Regions from separate parts of the Mus musculus genome. Here regions 1, 2 and 4 are each linked to region 3. Evidence: chromatin contacts called from public HiChIP or PLAC-seq, Micro-C and promoter capture Hi-C data. All regions are on one chromosome and are shown on one strand. The core of a region is the stretch at or near the end of the contact, and the rest is flanking DNA. Distances in the headings are between cores, read along the strand shown. Region 1 holds the start of Spg11 (SPG11, spatacsin vesicle trafficking associated). Region 2 overlaps Duox1 (dual oxidase 1). Region 3 holds the start of Sord (sorbitol dehydrogenase). Region 4 holds the start of Trim69 (tripartite motif-containing 69).

Region 1 (3,214 bases), core at 461-2,960, 120 kb before region 3:
TAGTGGCTGAGACAAGAAGACTGAGTTTGGGGCCAGTCTGGGCTACAGAGAAAGACCTATCTTAAGATCAGTCAATATGGCCCAACTCTGAAAACACTAAAAGAGATGAGGCTACCACTCTGATAGTTTCAACTTCTTTTAAAAACTTTGCTTTTCTACAATAATAAGTTTATATTAAATGGGGTGGCTATGAGGTTCTTATTAGAAACACTGACAGTTCCCATTTCTGCCTTTATATACCAAGAACACACAGGCACTCCAACACACACCAGACATGAGAACAGTAGAAAGCTGGGATGGAAGTACGTGCTTATAATTCCAGCATTGGAGAGGAGGAGGTAAGAGGGTTGGGAACTCACAGGCATCCTTGGGTCCAGGCCAGCCTGAGCTCCATGAGACCGTATCACAAGGGGGTAAAAAGATGGGTTAAAATACTTGCTGACTCAGCAAACTCATCTTGTGTCTATAGAGCTGTTGAAGAGCCTGGAGACTCAAAGTGAGATACCTGTTGGCTATACAGTCTCATATAGATTGATCCTAAAATACTTACTTCCCTTTATTAAAAAGGTCAGCATATACTCAGGGGACTTCTAAACTTTATGATGTAAACTGTTTTATGAAAAGTGGAAAGCAATATAATATTGTAATTCTCTACCTTCTCAATCCATGGGAGCCTCATGTCTAAGAAACAGCGGACATGCCAGGTATGGAGTATACAAGCCTGTAATCTCAGCATTAGAAGGGGTAAAACAGGAGGATTGTGAATTGCAAGCCAATCTGGCTATATCTTGAGACTGTGATTTAAACATGGAAAACGTAGGGCTGGAATACCGTTCAGTGACCTCAGAGCACTTGTGTAAATGAATGGACAAGTTTAAAGAGGAGCAGGGGCTGGAGTGGGCGTGGTGGTGGCTGTGTTTGCAAGAAAACATTATTTTAGAGACAAAAAAAAATGCTTTAGAAATAAGCCTTATCTGGCATTTTAAAACAAAGTAGACTGTCTGGTAGTGCAGGCAGAGACAGGCCGATCTCTGTAGGCTCCAGGCTATATTTCGAGTTCTAGAATACCTAGGGATACATAGTGAAGAGGGGGAGGAGGAGGTAGAGAAAGATAGGCTTAGAACTCCTTTCAGTGACAATCTGTATTGAATTAAAGAAACAGGACCTGTGCTGAGACCCATCCAGGGTTTGCAGGGGCTATCAAGGAGTGAGACATCTTCTCTGTCCACCCAGGAAGTGAGCCGTGAGTTGCAACAAGGTGAGGATTTCACTTCGGGATGGGAAAGGTTCCGAGAGGCACGGGGCTCGATCCTGAGGAGGCTCCCCAGTGGTTCATCCTCTCCCACCAACCCAGGGGCCGGCGAGAGGCGAGCCCAGGACTCCCCTCCGGAGCGGCTCAGATTTCAGCCTCCTCCCACAGCCTGCAGCCGTCCCGCAGCACTTACTGCCTAAAGGGTCCTGGGAGGCAGCAGCTGCTCCCACCCCTGCTGCCCGGCGCCAAGGAAAGCACTTGGAGACTGCCCGCAGCCGTCAGGCTCCCCAGGGCCTCCAGCTCTCGGTGCAGCTGCGCCCGCGGTCCCAGCTGCGCCGTCTCCTCAGCTGGGATCCGCACCAGCAGCATGGGCAGGACCCGCTCCATGGCCCCGGCACAGCCGGGGGAGGCAGCACTTCCGGGCCCTGGCTGGGCAGCCATCTTGGCCTGGGCGGTCCTTCCGGTAGAGGCGCCCGAATGCGTCACGGACCTGCGCAGTGATTCGGACCTTGTGACTCTCACGAGAGAGGCGGTCCTGCGCCCGGCATTTGCTCAGCTTGGGGTGGAGGCGGCTCTAAACGGAATCCTGCAAAAACCACGCCTGCCCCTCCCTGCTCAGCTCAATTCAATAATACGCCAGGGCCTTTCAGCTGCTTGTGCTGTCCTTGCTACCAAAGATTTCTAAGGCAGGTGCTTCTTACTCCATTGAAACCCTGTTGCTGGCTCCTCTTCACTTTTTGTGCTGCTCGGTTAACAGGCATCTGGTAGTGCGCTTTTCTTGGTAGCAAGTACTCTTTTAAAGTCTAGAACTAATAAAGAACCCTCTACCATTTTAAAAAAAAAAAAAAAAAGCAGGGCTTCACAACAGACCCCCTCCCCCCATCCCCGGCTTCGAGAAATCGGCCCCTCTACGGAGTGGTATGGAGTTTTGGAAAGCAACTATCTCCATCAGATGCCTGGGATCCCAGAGTTTGAAAAATCAATCTGACTCATTTCCCCCATCAGGAAGTTTTGAAGAGCAGTTTACCAAAAATAAAATAAAATAAAATAAAATAAATTCTACAAGCCCTTCCTCCTCCTGACTGCAAAAACTAATTTTCAGACCCTTCGAGATGAATTTTCTTGTACCCGTGGGTACCCAGTCTCAGGATTTGGGAGTGTAAACTTCTCAGACCAATAGATCTCCTTTTGAGGTCAAACAATCTATTCTTTGTGGTCCTCCACCAAGGACTCTGTTACAAACATGAAGGTTAACATGGAGATTGAAGTCAAACGATATCCTTTGTAACAGATGGATGCATACAGAGTAGAGATGGTGAAATAGTTCACCTTTCAATTTCTTCTGTTTTTCTCAGGAAAGTACAATCTGATACAGAAGAGAAGAGGTAGAGAGCTATTGAAAAGGCATTTGGTCAAGCTATTTATTTGATAAAGGTTCTCTAGTGGCCTTAGACACCTGATCCTCCTTCACCAGCTTTTCAGGTTCTAGGAATACAGGATTATGCCTCCATGCCTACTTAACAGTGTCTTTCTAACACAGCCACTTCTACAAACTGAACATTTTGACTTAATGGCAACCTGCTAACATGCCTTCCTGGCTCAGTCTAAAGTCTAAAGCCCCTCTCTATTCCAGTCACTCTCAAATCATAGTATTTATGACTAATTAACATTTTATGTCAATTCCTGACCAAACTCTATGTAAGCCTGGAAATAGCAGAGACCTGTGCACCACTGTTATCTTCCTGCCTGAATCCCAGCCTGGCTCATAAAAGGTACTTTAGTATTTCTTGATGAATGCAGGACTTCATTTGACAAAATGCTGCCATGTTCTTCTCTTTCTTTCTTTCTTTCTTTCTTTCTTTCTTTCTTTCTTTCTTTCTTTCTTTCTTTCTTTCTTTCTTTCTTTCTTTCTTTTAAATTTACTTTATTTATGAGTACACTGTAGCTGTCTTCAGACACACC
Region 2 (3,727 bases), core at 427-2,926, 110 kb after region 3:
ACTCATTTTTCTCACCATTATGAGAACTTCTAGGCCTCCTGCCCAGCAACTATGCCCACTACTGCCCTGCTGGGACAGCAGGGGCTTTGGCCTGTGCCTTAACCCAGTACTCATTTCTGGCCACCTCAGCCTTGGCCCTTCCCACCTGCCAACTTGGTTGGTCCAAGTAGCCTCGCTCAGGCATCATGTGTAGGCTCAGAGATCTCTAGGGCCAGAATGTGTCTTGAGTTTGTCGAAGGAGCACTGTTTAAGAACTATAGGTTCAGAAGTAGGGGAGCTTTTGGGTTGAGACAAAGTGAGAATTAAGCAAAAACTTGACAGTAGACAACCTGTCAAGTTTTTGAAAGTGAGTCTGAGTGATAGTATGGATGCTGGCGTCTTCAAGTCCTCTTCACTGTGTTCTTCCTCTCTTCAAAATGGTTGGGAGATGTCTTAGAGTAGCCAGGGGCAACTTACAGAAACCCTCAGGACCAGCCTAACTGAACAACTGATCTCTCAAAATGTAAAATGTAGTCAGACCTTTCTGTGCCCACTAACCGCCTGGAGCAGTGCCCCTCAGCCCCATCTCCCTCTTCTAGTGGTCTGTTTTGCAAATAAACGGTGTTTCCCCCTTTGGAGTTTCTTTTTTGCTGCCTTAGGTCAAGGTGGAGCTAAGGAAATCATCCACCCAGTGGGCTTTGCCACGGTGGTCCAGGCATCTCTCCAGTATCTACTGAATAAAAGCAGCGAAGACTGAAAAGCCCTTCCTCACTCTGGTGTTAGGCTGCTGACAGCGGATCACAAGGACAGAGAGGAGTCCTCAGGGAGCTGCAGTCGGCCTGGCTTCCTCCAGGGCATCAGCTATTCTAGCTCTGCCCTGAGACAAGGTCTTCCAGGCAGCATGAGGAGATAGATGTCTCCTAACCCCTCTAGGCCTGTTTTCTCAGGTGCAAAATGGTGGGTCCTCTTCCTATCATTCAAAGGCAGAGCAACCTTCAGAGAGTTTCTGAAAAGGTGCCCAATGCCAAATGATCTATTCGGAATACCTCGTTTCTCAGATCACACATCCTCACTTTGGAGAAATTCCCAACTGATTCTAATCAGCGCTAATGCACCGCGGGCTTGGGTTGAGGCAAGCAAGGGGCCTCAGGTTGTCCTAAGAGGACAACCGTCCCGAGGGCGTCTGGCTCCCACAGAACCTGTCTGTGGAGCAGCGGGAAGGCCCCGGACCCACGGGGGTCGGCTGAGGTGCGTGGCCCCAGACCCGGCCACCAGAGGGAGCTAAGGGAAAGGGACACGGCGCGCCCAGCCAGCCAGCCAGGAGCGGGAGCGCGCCGCCTCAGGGAAGCGCGCCTCCCGCCCGCGTGGCAGCGCCATCCGCGCCGTCAGCCTGGCGCGCTGCCTCTTTGTCTCTCGGCGCCTCCCAGACAAACCGCTCGCTGCTGGCGGGAAGCCGGGCTCGCTCGGGAGCAATGGCAGGAGCGACGCGGCCTGGACGCCCCCTGCCCGGCGTGAGGTGTTTGGTCAAAGGAAGCGAGTGGATGCTCGGAAAGTGCTTTTCGCAGGCGGCCGGCGTCGGCTCCAGCCTCAATTTATAGTCGGGCTCGCTCCCCGCCCCCTCCCGGCAGCCCCTGGGCGGCGCCGGCAGCCGCAGCTCTGCCTGGCCGAGCCTCTGGCCCGGAGCCCGGGCGGCCCGCTGGGGACGGGGAGAAGGGAGGATGCGGAGGGTGGGTGGTGCGGGAGGGAGGTCGCCACTCCCTCCCTAGTGTCTGACTGGGGCGGGGAGACCCCTTCCTCCTCAGGCTCTCCTCGGTGCCCAGCTCCACACAGTCCCTTTATTCCAAGGCCCAGGATTCCCTCCCCTTTATAATAAATTAAGGAATCTTCAGCGCCTGCTAGATCCTAGGACAAGGGGAAGCCAGGTTTCTGACATCATGTCCTTGGTAAGAACCGCTGCCCCCGTGCAGGTGACAAGGACTGGGTCCAGGTCTATCATAGTGCCCTGGTCTCACATCTACAGAGTCCGGATGGCCACAGGGTAGAGCAGGGACATGTGTTCCGCTCCCTTAATGGGCAGCTTGCGGCTGGCATAGTGGTGCACGATTTCAGGGACGCTGCTGAAGGGTGGGCTGTTCTGGCCCAACACATACTTGTGTTCCTTAGTCCGGGACAGCTTCATGTGCATGAAGCCCTGACTGCTCCTAGGAAGAGAAAGAGATCCCGGTGACCAGGGGTTCTCCTCAGTCCCCTACTTCTACCCCGACTCTCCCAGCAAGTGTGATTCCAAAGCCAGCTTCAAGTGGGAGGTGGACAGAGACGGGATGGTGGGGGAGGGGAGGGGAGGGGAGGAGAGGAGAGGGTTGAGTAGGTAGCATGAGGCACTGGCTTTGTGGTGAGGACGCTCATTGTACCAAGAATGTGTGTGTGGTGAGTATACAGGGTGTGTGCTGGTGGAAAGTGGGGTGCCCCGCACCCTCCAATTCTGTGACCCTAGCCCATAGCCTTTGGCTAAGGCCAGTTTAACCCTACCTGGACTTTTGAGACCGATTCATACAGGTCAGGCTAGTCTGTGTCTCCACCTCTTAATTATAGGTGTATGCCAGTGTATGGGGTACTGAGCCCAGAACCCAGGGCTTTGGACAGACTAGCCAGCACCTTAGCAACTGACTACAGCCCGGCCTTATGCTCAGTTTCCCCTTCTTGAGCTATATGGCAGCACCAGTCTGTGGGTCTTACACCAAGTCAGACCCTCTCAGTCCAGCCAGCCAGCCCTTAGGCCTGGAGTGACATCATCTGGAGACTCGGTTAGCATTACCTACCCAGAGTTGGGTAGGACAGACAAAGGAATTATGGTGTGGAGGTGAGATGAGAGGGCATGGGAGCCCCCCAGCCTGGAGTCTGATTGCAACCTCTTTCCATCAGAGAAGAAGCAAGCAGTTCCAGCACAACCGACATCTGCGGCAAAGGCGGCTGACACAGACTTAATACGTCTTTTAAATACAAAGATTTTATGTTGAGCAGGTCTTAAGGCCTGAGTGTGTATGACCTTGTGGAGGGGCTCATTCTTTTTCCTATACTATAGTTTGGTTGAAATTTGTGGGGCGAAACAAGCCCTTTCTACAGCAAAGCTGTCCCGCCTTCCTGTGTTCCCAGGGATTAAACTTTTACCTTAGTGATAGTAGTCCTATCAAGAGCCCACCAGTGATAAGACAGTCAGACCCAACCCAGATCCCGTATATGGCTACAGTAAGAACAAAAGAGAGCAAAGAGGTGAGGCTGCTCCCTCTCCCTTTAGGTACGGTGCTCACATGTGACTCTATCTTATTTTCTTCTGAGCCGTCTTTGTCTCTTAATCCTCATGCTTAACTATATACTAAAATAACTTTAATAAAAAAACCCCAAAGTCGGGCGTGGTGGCGCACTCCTTTAATTCCAGCACTCCAGAGGCAGAAGCAGGCGGATTTCTGAGTTTAAGGCCAGCCTGGTCTACAGAGTGAGTTCCAGCACAGCCAGGGCTATACTGAGAAACCCTGTCTCGAAAAACAAAAACAAAAACAAAAACAAAAACAACAACAACAACAAAAAAAACCAAAAACCAAAACCAAAACAAAACCCTCCAAGTTTGCTTCATAAATTGGCTGGTCCTGAAACTCTTTCAGGCCATCAATCCTGGTTTGGCCTGAGCTGAGATCCCTAAAACCCTGGAGGGAACTCAGGCTGTTGAGGGCAACAGTGAGACACTGGACAG
Region 3 (3,268 bases), core at 727-3,226:
GACCCTCTAACTTACTGTGCTATTAAAAGCTGACGTAAATCAAATAGAGCAGGGTGTGGTGGCGCATGCCATTAATCCCAGCACTTGGGAGGCAGAGGCAGGAGGATTTCTGAGTTCAAGGTCAGCCTGGTCTACAAAGAGAGTTCCAGGACAGCAAGGGCTATACAGAGAAACCCTGTCTCAAAAAACCAAAATAAATAAATAAATAAAAATAAAGTAAATCAAATAGGTTGCAAAGTTTTCTGAGGTAGAATTAGCATAATATGATCTTTATCTATGAATTGAAAAAAGTACCTTGAAGTTAATGTTCCAAGGGAAGGGGTTAGGTTGTGGGTCAGGTCTGGGGCTGTGGGTCAGGCTTTCTAGAGTTAAGTAGTGTGGCTGCTATTGATTAGTTTGTGTGTTACAAGAACCTGAGGACTTCTTTTAAGTTTTAATTTTCTCAGCTTTGAATCTCAACTACAATACTCAGTGTGTAGTTTTTTGGGGGGCAGGGGTTAGGCTGGGGGAAGAACTGTAATTAGAAATTTGTTAGCATTTCAATTAAAAAATACATTAAAAAATCCATCCTGGGGCCGGAGGAATGACTCAGTAGTTAAGAGCACTTGTTGCTCTTGCAGAAAACCCGGGTTTAATTCCCAGCAGCCAAAGGGCAGCTCACAACCATCTGTAACTCCAGGTCCAGAAGATCCAGTTCGGTCTTATATCCTCCAGAGACACCATTCACCCAGTCGTGCACACACATACATTCAGGCAGACCACTTATTTATTTATTTATTTATTTATTTATTTATTTATTTATTTATTTATTTTGGTTTTTCGAGACAGGGTATCTCTGTGTAGCCCTGGCTGCCCTGAACTCACTCTGTAGACAAAAACAAAGACAATTTTTTTTGTTTTTTGAGACCGGGTTTCCTCTGTGTAGCCCTGGCTGTCCTGGAACTCACTTTGTATAGTGACTGGCCTCGAACTCAGAAATCCACCTGCTTCTGCCTCCAGAGTGCTGGGATTAAAGGCGTGCGCCACCACGCCCGGCTTCCACTCCCCCTTTCTTATTTGGTATCCGTCTCCATTAAGCTCTCCTCGCGTGCCAAACATCTCATTGCCTTCTTGTGAATAAATAAAACAGCCTCGGCGGGTTTTCTAGTGCACCAGGAGTTGCTGCTAAAGAATGTAAGACTCCGTTCCATCCTCACAGGGAGACATCAAGAGCTGAGAGCTCTGGTGATAATTCTCGGAAGACTAGTAGTAGGTATGATGCTGGAAAGAGCTCTGAGTTCAAGGCCAGCCTGGTCTAAAGAGCAAATTCCAGGCCAGCCAAGGCTACACAGAAGAAGGGAAAGGAAGGGAATGGATAGCTAAGGAAAGGGGCAGCAAGCTCCATCTCTAAAGTAAAAACCTGTTTGTCCTGACTGGGGAGCACTAAAGGCGGGATCTGGGCAGAAATCCGGCTGCCAATGGAAAGCGAGAAAGCCTTTAAAGAGAAAGGCTTGCAAATTCTGCCCTACAGCATCTTGATGCAGATGCATCAGGACCACGTGACACATACATTCCTTCTTTCACTCCTGCGAGTGTCAGGCCCTTTGTCGGTTGCTGGAAAGACAGCGGTTTTTTGTTTTGTTTTTGTTTTTTTTTTTTTTTTCAGAGCGCTCGCGGCGTCCTGCCTGCAGCAGCGCACTGTTCCCGTTAGTAACACAAAACACCCGCGCTCCACCTCAGACTTAAACTTGCTGTTCGAGGGGTGCTAGCCGGGTCTTCTGCAGCCACAAATCCCCCACGGCCTCCGTAGGCTGCTTTCTCTCTTTACTCTGGCTTGCTAAGTCTGAGTGAAGTCTCGTCCCCCGCCTCCCCCCTCCCACCTCGCGCGACCCCGCCTCCTGGCTGTCAAGTGCGCAGGCCCCGCCCCGGGCCCGCGCTTCGCCTTCTCTAGGCTCCGCCCCAGCCCCTTACTCCAGACCCTTGGCGGTTGGACGAGCAGAACCACCAGCTCCCCGCCGGGTCCAGCGGACACCTCGAAGCAAGAGAGCAACATGGCAGCTCCAGCTAAGGGCGAGAACCTGTCCCTGGTGGTGCACGGACCTGGAGACATCCGCCTGGTAAAAAGGGGAAGGAGTGTGGGAACTCAGGCAGTCACCCACCCAGCTCCGGTTTGCCCCTCTGGCAGGCTCAGCAGTGGTACCCACTCCCAAGTTCTGTTGCTCATAGAGCTGGCAGATAGCCCGTGCCAAGCACCCCTGACTGCCTGGGTTTACCCAGATCTCAGCTGGTTACCGGGAGGTGGGGGTGGGGTAATTGTTATCTATCTCTAGAGAGAGTTCTGGTCGCGTGCTCCCAGAGCCTAGACCGGGCGCCAGGCACGTGACCTGTGCCCAGGACCGTTGAAAACTAATCAAGCCTTCGACTCTAATAGCTGCAAACTCACACTGTTGTTATTGCTCTTCAGAAGGGTCAGAGGGAGACTTCCAGGATTAGGATCTACCCAGATCTTCTCTTGTAGACAGTGGAGGACAGAAAAAGGTGGCATGGTGGCATTTAAAAGCAGTGAAGTTTCTATTTAATCCTTTTTGTTTGGAACTGATAATATCCCATAGCAGAATTATTATCATGAGAGGGCCTAGCATTCAGTAAGTGTTAATAATGCATTTTAACTGGGGATATAGCCTGGTGCTTATCTCCTTTAGTCCACATCTGGATCACTACCTTGGAGCATTCATTCTGTTTACCTCTGCCTCTGGCTTTAAACTTAGTTCTGCCCCCTGAACCAAAGTTCAGACATTTGCCGAGTCATCTTTGTGGTCATGCCAAAGTTCCCTTGACAAAGTCCATCTCAGCGGGCATGCAGTTTGGAGATTGGATACCAGCCATCTCTCCTGCACCCTAGAGTCTGTCTCCTTCCCATTCAAAGAACATGTACCAGGAGAGACTCATTCAGATGAAGAGTTCTTGTCTGTTTAATAGCCTGTCCTCAGTGGTTTATCTGTGGTTGCAGACTAAGCATTTTCTGAGTTCCTTAACTCTTCCACCTGTAGACTTCTGTGGATTCCAAACCAAGAATCGTTGTGGTTCCCAAGATGGTAGCCTTGGTTAGTTAACAGCCAAGACAAGAACTCAGTCAGATTCAAATTCAATTTCTAGTGCTCTCTCCAATCACATTTGAACATCTACTCAACATCCTGCATTAAAATTAAAGAGACACAGTGATTTGTGATTCTCATTCTCTCTCTCTCTCTCCCCCCCCCCCCCCCGACAGGGTTTCTCTGTGTAGTTC
Region 4 (3,408 bases), core at 36-2,535, 74 kb before region 3:
CAGAATGTAGGCTATGTAGAGAAACTCTGTCTTGAAAACCAAAATCCAAAACAAATACAAAATAACAACAAAACCCACCCAAACCAATCAACCAAACAACAAACACAAACAACGACAATAACCCTGAAATCTAAGAAAACAAGCAGACAGAAGGAGGGTGTGCAGATCATTCACAGGGCCCCTCGAACTCTCTCACTAAGCCAGTGTTTACTACAGAGTGATAGCATGGAAGGCCTGGGGGCTAAGAAGACAGTTCTTTCTCACAAGAAGCTTGCGGTTTCTTGGGAAAGAGATCTGAAGACAAATCGGTTTAATGAAAGGAAGAATGTAGTATACCCAGAGCAGTGATAGAAACATCTGCCAGGTGCTGCTGCTGCACACAGCCTGCTCTGACTTCTCAGCAACTCTCTTGGCAGGAGGGGCAGCCTGTGCAAAGCCAGAGAAGCAAGGCATTTGTGGGCAGTCTCTAACTCTGGCATGCTGTTGTCCATGCTAAGGCTGGATAGCAGGCAGACACTAACCACTCAAGGCAATATACTGAGTTAGAATTACTGTAAGCAAAACATCAAACCCGCGGGCTCCCAGACTTGAGCATGGTCTAGGGACGAGCGTCTAAGCTAAAAGTGCTTACTTAGACTTTTAGAGAAAGCTGTGTGAACAGCATCTTTCCCTGCTGCCTTAGGGTCCAGCTCCAGACCCTGCTACTTGATCAGGTCTGCTTCAGGAGATGCCAAGAAGACAGGGAGAGCCAAACAGCTACCCCTGAAAGGCTCTGTGTCTGGAGGTGACGGGTCCAGCTAGGATAAAGAGAAGCCGCTCCAGTCAGGGGTACAGCTGATGCTGCTGTTTGTTCTCTCTTCCCTCGAGCAGCCTCATTCCCAAGTGAGATCTGAAAACCTTAAAATTACATTACCAGGGCTGGAGAGATGGCTCAGCCATTAAGAGTATTTATGGTGCTTACAGAGGACCAGAGTTTGGCTCCCAGTACTCACATCAGGTAGTTCACAACTACTTGTAACTCCAGCTCCAGGGAATTTGATCCACCTCTCTGGCCTCTGTGGGCACCTCCATACATGACACACACTCGAGCACAAACATACTCACACATAACTCAAGATTAAACATTTAAAAATTAGATTACCACCTGAAGTTTAAAAGAATCCCATCCCAAATAAAATAATAAAAGGGGTTGGCAGGTCATTCCAATCCAATCAGAGTTTGTCTATCTCAGACGCGAATATCATCAAAGCAACTGACAAACTGTCACGGAACCTGCTGGATCTCTAGCTTTGGCCTTGTCTGTCTTCTTCAGCTCCTGAACTCTCTTCTCCCTCCTCCTCTCATGGGCTCTGAGTCCATTCCTAGCATACTAACAGGCCCAGAACTCTTGGTCTGCAGCCATCCTGGGCTCACTGAGCAAAGCCAAGTTGCCTGACTCTGCCCCCTGGTGGCCTAATGACCAAGTTTCATGGAGGTAAGTTATTCTCTAACCACTCAGCGGGTTTTCTACACACAGGGTAGGAAACAGGGTATTGATTGTGGATCAAGAAGGGAAATCAAAGAAATATTTAACATGTAGCCTTTACCTTCTAAACTCTAGGCCTTTGGATAAACAGAAATTAGAGATGTGGGTAAGAAAGTAAGGAGGTCCACCATAACTTTTTGATAATTAAGACAAACATTATACAAAAGTTAACCTCTTTATCAATATAACTACTATCTTTAGATGAAGAATTATTAGTTATAACATTTTTTCATACTATAGGTCTTGGTATGTTATATTTACAACAGAGGTGCAGTTAAACATTTTTAGAAATCACATTTGTGTATTTTGTGTAGATATGTGGGCGTGCATACCAGAGCACATGTGTGGAAGTCAGAGGAAAATCTGCAGGATTAGGTTCACTCTTTCCACCATGTGGATCTCAGGGACTGAGTTTGGGTCGTCGGGCTTGGGAGCAAGCATCTTTTCCTGCTGAGCCATCTCACCAGCCCAGTTAAACGTCTTAAATTAACACCTTAAAACTAAAGTAAAGGAAGTTAGTATTCTAAACTTTAGTGTTGACAGACAAAAGAAAACATCGATTTACTTTAAGGAAGCCGGGTTTCCACGGAAACCCATCAAGGAATCTCAGTACATGGATCCGGATGCCGAGTGGGTCAGAACCCAGAGGTACAGATTTAGGATTTACTTCTGTGAGGCTGAACACGAAGTCAGGAAATTACTCACTTGTTAAAAGAGAGCAGAGCTAGAAGAAAGCCAGAGAAGATACTAAGAATAGAAAGGGGGATGGAAATTACTCATGGGGAAAGAACCAGGGTAGTAGTGCACTCGGGGCCAAAGGAGAGGGTTTCAGGTTTCAAGAGGGTGGAGACCAAGAGTATTCTTAAAGAGCAGAGATTCAGACAAGCTACTTCCAACACATTCCTTAAGCCCCTACCACAGCCAAGTAATGTGCTGGCCATAAGAGCTCAGGAAGAGACAGAGGACAGTGGCATAGTTAATGTAATGCAACAGCTTTCCTCGTTGGTTTTTTCTGTAATTGTTTGTTTTGTTTTAAGTCAGGGTTTTGCTGTGTAGCCCTGGCTGTCCCGGAATTCCATCTGTAGACCAGGCTGGCCTTGAACTCACAGAGATCTGCCTGCCTCTGCCTCCTGAGTGCTTGGATTAAAGGTGTGCGCCACCACCACTAGGCTATAAATGTTTTTTAGAGTGTGGGTGTGTGTGAGAGTGTCCAAGGAGGACAGAAGACTTTGATCCATTGGAGCTGGAATTACAGAGATTTATGAGTTCTGGGATCTGAATTCTAGTCCTCTAAGGACTTAAATGCTCTTAACAATGGAGCAGTCTTTCTAGCCCTTTCCTTTGTAATTCTTATCTCTATTAATGAACTGATTCTACCTGCCACCTCTCCATTTCTTTTGCTTTTTGTTTAAAATGTATATGCCAGATCCTGCCTTTGTCTGTCCTTCCTTCTTCCTTTTCTTCCTTTCCTTCCTTCCTTCCTTCCTTCCTTCCTTCCTTCCTTCCTTCCTTCCTTCCTTCCTTCCTTCCTTCCTTCCAACAGGGTCTCTCTCAGCTCTTGTTGTCTTGGAATTCGATATGTAGACTCAGACTGGCCTCAAATTCACCATGTTTCTTTAATGACTTCTGGGCCATGTTTTTTGTGTTCTACAATGTATCTCACGGTGTTTTTCAGCAGTTGTTTCTATTCTTTGTTTTCAGATTCATGAGAGAGTCTGGTTTGCATAGTCATCTTTTGCATTAGGCGACAGTTGGGGTTGCTGGACAGCCTATGAAATGGTCCAGAAGTCTGTCTGTGGTCTGGGAAAGGAAAAGGAAGTCACCTGACATATGCAGACCTGATCCTTTAGTGTGGACAGTGGGGAAGGCAGTTATTTTAAATT

Evidence for each region. A called contact is a pair of places that touch in the nucleus more often than the background predicts. HiChIP or PLAC-seq counts read pairs in DNA pulled down with a chosen protein or histone mark. Capture Hi-C pulls out chosen DNA fragments and counts their contacts.
Region 1: a contact with region 3 is called in an HNF4G HiChIP or PLAC-seq map of pancreatic cancer cells. The contact joins the promoter of Spg11 here to the promoter of Sord in region 3. A contact is called at or near these places in 1 of 39 promoter capture datasets (erythroid cells), 17 of 484 Hi-C or Micro-C datasets (CD4 T cells, LSK cells, cerebral cortex and 9 more), 8 of 115 datasets of contacts at active chromatin or transcription factors (the SCID.adh cell line, embryonic stem cells, epiblast stem cells and 4 more) and 3 of 9 other capture datasets (adipose tissue, liver and pancreatic islet).
Region 2: a Micro-C map of embryonic stem cells shows a contact between it and region 3, with 4 times the contacts expected there. The contact joins the enhancer-like site here to the promoter of Sord in region 3. A contact is called at or near these places in 1 of 39 promoter capture datasets (the C10 cell line), 17 of 484 Hi-C or Micro-C datasets (the G1E-ER4 cell line, Sertoli cells, cortical neurons and 7 more), 9 of 115 datasets of contacts at active chromatin or transcription factors (the SCID.adh cell line, effector CD8 T cells, embryonic stem cells and 4 more) and 3 of 9 other capture datasets (adipose tissue, liver and pancreatic islet).
Region 4: a contact with region 3 is called in a promoter capture Hi-C map of adipose tissue. The contact joins the promoter of Trim69 here to the promoter of Sord in region 3. A contact is called at or near these places in 23 of 39 promoter capture datasets (the 3T3-L1 cell line, 3T3-L1-derived adipocytes, the C10 cell line and 15 more), 1 of 15 datasets of contacts at CTCF or cohesin (CD8 T cells), 7 of 484 Hi-C or Micro-C datasets (CD4 T cells, cerebral cortex, embryonic fibroblasts and 4 more), 4 of 115 datasets of contacts at active chromatin or transcription factors (the 230-238 cell line, bone marrow-derived macrophages, embryonic stem cells and 1 more) and 4 of 9 other capture datasets (adipose tissue, liver, macrophages and 1 more).

Annotation. Positions count from the first base shown.
Region 1 is chr2:122,116,676-122,119,889 of GRCm38.p6, forward strand. Spg11 (SPG11, spatacsin vesicle trafficking associated) reads right to left here and starts at 1,711. Exons shown (of 40, transcript NM_145531.2): 1 at 1,446-1,711. The coding sequence starts at 1,693.
Region 2 is chr2:122,347,360-122,351,086 of GRCm38.p6, forward strand. It overlaps Duox1 (dual oxidase 1), which reads left to right. Exons shown (of 33, transcript NM_001099297.1): 33 at 1-613. The coding sequence ends at 33. Shf (Src homology 2 domain containing F) reads right to left here. Exons shown (of 7, transcript NM_001374011.1): 7 at 1,533-2,180. The coding sequence ends at 1,994. Among named protein-coding and RNA genes, the nearest start is that of Shf, 20 kb to the right of the region's middle. Within about 2 kb of position 1,677, at least 252 of the 459 cell types and tissues checked have an H3K27ac peak or open chromatin away from gene starts, as enhancers often do. A contact at or near this core is called in the G1E-ER4 cell line, the SCID.adh cell line, adipose tissue and 10 more, where this site is marked.
Region 3 is chr2:122,232,863-122,236,130 of GRCm38.p6, forward strand. It overlaps Sord (sorbitol dehydrogenase), which reads left to right and starts at 1,977. Exons shown (of 9, transcript NM_146126.4): 1 at 1,977-2,096. The coding sequence starts at 2,031.
Region 4 is chr2:122,159,423-122,162,830 of GRCm38.p6, forward strand. It overlaps Trim69 (tripartite motif-containing 69), which reads left to right and starts at 1,286. Exons shown (of 7, transcript NM_080510.3): 1 at 1,286-1,474. The coding sequence starts at 1,469. All of the region lies in intron 2 of Patl2 (protein associated with topoisomerase II homolog 2 (yeast)), which reads right to left.